2 separate regions of the Mus musculus genome follow, and region 1 is linked to region 2. The links are chromatin contacts, called in public HiChIP or PLAC-seq maps. All regions are on one chromosome and are shown on one strand. The core of a region is the stretch at or near the end of the contact, and the rest is flanking DNA. Distances in the headings are between cores, read along the strand shown.

Evidence for each region. HiChIP or PLAC-seq counts read pairs in DNA pulled down with a chosen protein or histone mark.
Region 1: an H3K27ac HiChIP or PLAC-seq map of microglia shows a contact between it and region 2, with 6 times the contacts expected there. The contact joins the enhancer-like site here to the promoter of Tspan3 in region 2. A contact is called at or near these places in 6 of 39 promoter capture datasets (the 3T3-L1 cell line, 3T3-L1-derived adipocytes, the C10 cell line and 3 more) and 2 of 115 datasets of contacts at active chromatin or transcription factors (memory CD8 T cells and microglia).

What each region holds. Positions count from the first base shown.
Region 1 is chr9:56,263,299-56,266,113 of GRCm38.p6, reverse strand. All of the region lies in intron 3 of Peak1 (pseudopodium-enriched atypical kinase 1), which reads left to right. The region is part of intron 4 of Peak1os (a long non-coding RNA gene); the gene reads right to left. Among named protein-coding and RNA genes, the nearest start is that of Peak1os, 23 kb to the right of the region's middle. Within about 2 kb of position 1,258, at least 153 of the 459 cell types and tissues checked have an H3K27ac peak or open chromatin away from gene starts, as enhancers often do. A contact at or near this core is called in the HPC-7 cell line, memory CD8 T cells, microglia and 1 more, where this site is marked.
Region 2 is chr9:56,159,741-56,162,440 of GRCm38.p6, reverse strand. Tspan3 (tetraspanin 3) reads left to right here and starts at 1,371. Exons shown (of 7, transcript NM_019793.3): 1 at 1,371-1,641. The coding sequence starts at 1,579.

The sequences.
Region 1 (2,815 bases), core at 9-2,508, 100 kb before region 2:
AGTTTAGTCCAAGATTGAAATCCAGGGAGAATTGGTTGTTTTGTGTCAAATCTACTTGAAACAGTTGGGCAAGAAGCACACTAATTATAGCCATTGTTGAGCAGCAGAGAGCAAAGAGCAGCAGTAGGTTCTCAGAAGGCCTTCATGACTCAAGATGAAATCAGCTACTCTAGAATAGCTCTATCTATAGCTCGAGGGGTTTCATCCTGGAAGTTATGAAATAGAATTTTAGATCATGGGGTAAATCCTGGCTAGCTTCTGGAGGCAGCTTCAGCCATTAAAATTTCCCATCAACCATTTCATCTGTAGGATTTGCTTTAGGGTTCTAAGAATGTGGTTTGGTTTGAGCCTGCGCTGGTCTCATGTGCTGGTCTCTGTAAGTTCAAATGTGTATCAGTCCTGCTGTGTCTGGACACTGTTTCCTTTGAGTCATCCCAGCGATGACAGGAAGTGGACGCAAGTCTCACCCCTAACTAAGATGCTATTTGCAGTTGATACTGGCTAGGAAAGGGAAATCAGTTTTCTCCAGCAGAGTGTTTTGGGATGTATCAACCACACTCCAAGGAAGTCAGTGTAAAACAGGCTCCATGGGACTTGGAGTTTTTAAGGGGGTGCTATTTAGAGTTTGTTTTGTCTTATTAGTTTTTTGTGTTTTATTTGATTTTCATTTTTGTTTTGTTTTTGGAAAGGGGGAGTGGGAGAAAATATCAGGTTGGGTAGGTAGGGGTCTGGGGTGAATTTGGGGAAAGGGAAAACATGATCAAAATTATGAAAAATTTTAAATAAAAGATTATAAAGAATATATAAGCAAATGAGCTTTAAAAAAAAAAACCAAGCATTACATTTTGATACTCCTTATCAGACCTGCTCTGGCAAATTCGTAGAGCGTGTCAGAGCAGGTCGCTGTGTCTGTATGCACATGCTGCAGGAGACACTTTTATTTCTTAATGTCTCAACTTAAGTTCGGTGACTCAAGTTTCCTGTTTGGACAGTGCTGTCAACGAGAGGGCACGAGAAGGGAAAGCTGTAGGTATTATCAATTGCCCTTAAGTGATTCTGCAAAGGCAGGAAAGCCAGAAGACCCGGCCTCGGATAGACCTGCATTGGGTATAGCTTCCTTCTCTAAGGGCCTGCATTAAGTTAAAATAGTTTTGACAGCATCTTTAACTGAACATCTTTGTCTCCAAACATAATTAGTGTTTAAAGCGGAAGGCATCAAAGTCCAGGTTTTGTGGCTTAGACAGCAGCTCCATCTGGTGCTTACTGGAGGTGTGTGCTCCTTTCATCTCCGGGTTCCAAGCAGCATAGATACAGATGTGCACAGGCCTTTCAAAGGAACGGCCACACTAAAACTGGCTTCTAGCGATGACGTGAGTTAACTGGTCTTGATGAACCTCATTTGGCAGTTTTGTTAATGTGGTTGTTGCTGATCAATTCAAAAGCCATCATTTGGTTTAACTAACATACTCAGATGGAAATAATTTTTCATATTTATTAATCTTGGAGAAAAATAAAGCACATACTACTTACAAAGAAAACCTGTAGTACCTTACGAGGAATAGGTCAGCTTGGTTAACAAGCTATTAGGCAGGATGTCTTCCTCTTTTCTGTTCAGTGTCATATGATGCTTAGTATACAGGATGTGGTTTTTAAAAAAGAAAACTTGCTGACTCGAAGGAAATGCCTCAAGTTGCTAGTAGAAATTAATTCTGAATAATAGGTTTACACAATTTTTCTGCATTCATTGTATTCCATGTTTGCATTGGGGTTTTTTATTTCTTCAAGAAGACTATACTACAAAAAAGGGGCAAGGCTAACAAAAGTAAATTAGCAATTTTAAACATATGCTAGGCCCAGCAAATGGCTAAGCAGGTAAATTTGCTTATGCTAAGCCTAACAACTTGATACAGTCACTGGAACCTGCATGGGTGAGAAGAAAAACTGACTTCTGCAGGTTATCCTCTGACCTCCGCAGACATAAACACATACATCAAATAAATACATTTTGTAGACGAAACATACATAGTATAGCCCTAGTCTCAGTTCTGGTCTCACATTTACTGTAAATGTAGGAGAATTACTTTCTTTTCTGGTCTTCAGAACCCCTGGTTCATCAAACAACAGAAACAAAATGAGAGCTTCGTCAGTTTTAACATTCTCAGATTTGAATTGTGCTCTCTTTCCCTGCCTTTTCTGCCTCTCTTATTCTTCTCTGTCTTCCCCCCACTATCACCATACAACATTATCTACTTTCTCCTATATTAAAATCAAGAAGTCCTTTTTGAATCTAACTCTTCCTACCCAAATCTTTTCCAAAGAGTCATCTGCCAGTGTCCTGCCACTTTGCTGTCCAGCCCACCAGTCTGAATTCCATCCTCACTGCTACACCAGAACACAGAGAGGCCAGCCTACGCTTGTTCTGCCAAGTGTACTGGGACACATAGGCCCTCATTTCCCAGTACCCCTGAGCAGCATAGGAAATAGCTGTCTGCTCTTCTGGCGTCCGCCTCATCGTTACCTTGAATGTAGCTTTTATTTGCCCTTTTTTCTGAGAGAAAGGGGTAGTTATGTCTTCTCCCTGGTTCACCCCCAGCATGTTCTCTACCATCCCCATGCTCTTCCTAGCCTAGAAAATACCCCCAAGCACTTGAGAGGCACACAGTTCTCTCCTGTGTTCTAGATTGGTGAAAATCAACAGCCTACTCTGTTGTATGTGGGCTCACAGAGCATGCTCTGATCATCTTCCCTGCAGAAGTTATGCCATCTCCAGTATTCCTATCTTGGTAAATATCCTTGCACATTGTTGGAATAAACT
Region 2 (2,700 bases), core at 122-2,621:
TGTACCCAGGTTTGTCACTGGGACCTGGGGAGGAGGGGTGGATGTTATTTATATCTCTCCCTGAGAATGGATTTAGCTGCACCTGTCACTCAGTACAGTGTTCTAGGTCTGACCCAACCATCGCGTCTCATGTCTGCTTGCCTCTTTGCTCATGGTATATCTACCCTCTTCTACTGGAATGAAAACCCCACATGGGCAAGCATTGTCTTCTTCCTCATGGTGGAATGCCATCACCTAGAATAGGTGCAGAGTGAGGTCTTGGGAACATGAGTGGGTCTTTGATAACATGGACATTGCTTGATACAGATGAATAGGATGCTGAGGTGCTTGGGTATTTCTGTGAATGCCCAGGGAAGATGATGAACCAGGGAGGCTACAGGAAAAAGAGATGTTTGAGGACAGGTAAAGAGGTCCCGAGTAAGGGAGAGTGCAGGACAGTGGCAGAAGTACTGTGTGTGGCTGAGGTGGCTTCTGCATTAGATCACTCTTCTATGTGTGGCTGCAGGCAAGTTTGGCATCCTTTCTAACCCTTAATTACCCTACCAGTAAAATTAGTCTGACAGTCATCTGAAGCTGGGGGAGGGGTAGTGGCATGAATGAACTAATAGTTAAAAGAAGCTAATATGCATGCAGCCAGCAGAGCGGAGGTCACATTGCCACCAAAGCTGATGACCTGGGACCCACAGGGTGGAAGTAAAGAACTGACTCCCAAAGTTGTCTTCTGACCTTTACTTCTGTGCTGTGGGATGTTTGTGGGTGCACACGCACATGCTCACACAGACACACACACACAGACACACACTCCGTTTTTATTTTTAAGGTGCTAATTGCTACCATTCATTTAAGATTACAGGAAAGAGCGCACATGTCAACATGTATGAAGATGTATCTGTAATTGCAAATCTCAGTCCAAAGAATAGAGCTGAAAGGGTGGCTGCCTTGCCCAACCATCTCTGCTTTGCTAGTGCGCCAGTGTTTTCTCCTTTCCTGATGATTTTTTTTTATCAGAGCTAGCAGAGCTTCTGGCATACTAAATTCTTCATAATCGTGTGTTGATGTCCACCGTATTTCTTCCCAACTTATATGGGGTGCTGCTTAGGTATCATGCAGTCACGAAAATCCTCATGTGAGGTGGGTCTTTCTAGGGAAGAGTAGTTAACAGAACAGAATTCTGTGGTCTTCCAGTCATTTGGTCTTGTAAAAGTAACTCAATAAGACGGGGAACGTGTTTGTCCCACTAGAAATTCCCCAGAAGAGGATTCTACACTCAAGGACGGTCAGAGGCCAGAAGAAAAGGCGCGGAGGCGTCGGCTCCTTTAAGAGGCGAGGCCACCTCGTTCTCCGCGGCGCTGATTGGCAGAAGCGGCCGCAGACGCGGGACTTAGTTGCCTGGGAACGGCCTAGGGGGCCTGCGGCGGGCTGCACGCAGCTGCGAGGTGCTTGCTGGGGCGGCGCGGGGGTCTGCGGGAACGCGGCTCGGGCCCAGCAGTTCTCAGCAGAGCCGCCGGCGCCATTGCCTTCTCGCTCGGTGAGCGCCGCTCCGCTCGCCCAGCCGGGCCTCCGCCGGCCGCCGGCACCATGGGCCAATGCGGCATCACCTCCTCTAAGACCGTGCTGGTCTTCCTCAACCTCATCTTCTGGGTGAGCTGGCGGGGAGACCGGACAGGGGAGGCCTCTGTGCGGCGCGTGGGGACCAGGCGGGCGCGGGAGCCGGCCGAGGGGTCGCCCGGGCCCTGCGGCCTCGGAGCTCTTGGTGAGGTCCTTCCAGGGCCCAGCAGAGGCCAGGACGGTGCCGACCGGAGGTCCCGGGGGGCCTCCGGTCCGCTGGCACGGTGCCAGGGTTACGCGGGTCGCCGCGGCGTGAGCCTGCGGGTCGCTCTGTTCTCAGGGCTGAGTCTGTCGGGACGCCAGGCCCGAAATGGGATACTCCCCTGTGAGTCGGGTCCGCTGTCTTTGTCTGAGTCCTCGCAGAGCCAGCGGCTGTCCCCAGGTCATGTAGCAGCTACGTGGGGACGCCTGTCGAGTCCCGGGCCAGGAATTTCGGCTTAGAGCTCTTTGTATAGAGTTGGTTGGCTGGTAAGCAGCCCAGAAAACGGAAAGGATTCAGCGTGAAACAGCAGAGCATTTCTTTGATCAAGAAAATCGCTGTTGTGGGGATGGGTAGCCTGAGGTTATAAACCCTTTTAAATGTATCAGCTGCCAGGAGATTTTTAAAGCAACCAATTCACTTCTATAAAAGGTTGCTCTTTGGAGGGGCTCGGGAAACCTGGCCCCAGAGAAAGTGCTTATAACCGACCTGTCTTGAGTCAGGTCATTATCTCACCTGGGACTTTTTACTAACCTGTTGTTCTTTGGCCCTCTCCTCCGTCTTGAATCCTTCTGGACTTTGCACCAGGAAAAAAAACTATCAAAAATGTCGTCTATCACATCTTTTTTTGTTTCTTAAAAAAAAAAAAAAGAACAGCTTAATATTAGAACAGTTCAACCTTTTTACTTTGGTACTCTTACTTAAAGTCTGGTAGTGTACTGCAGTATGACCCACACACTACTGTTGGGTGTTTTCTGATAAATTATTAATTATGGGCACACTACTGGTGATTTGGGACCCAACTGACCCTCAGGTTCTCAGGCTGGGATCAAGTTTCCTTTTTCCCAGGTTTGTTATAAACATTTGCCATGGGCAGTTTTCCCTGTCCACAG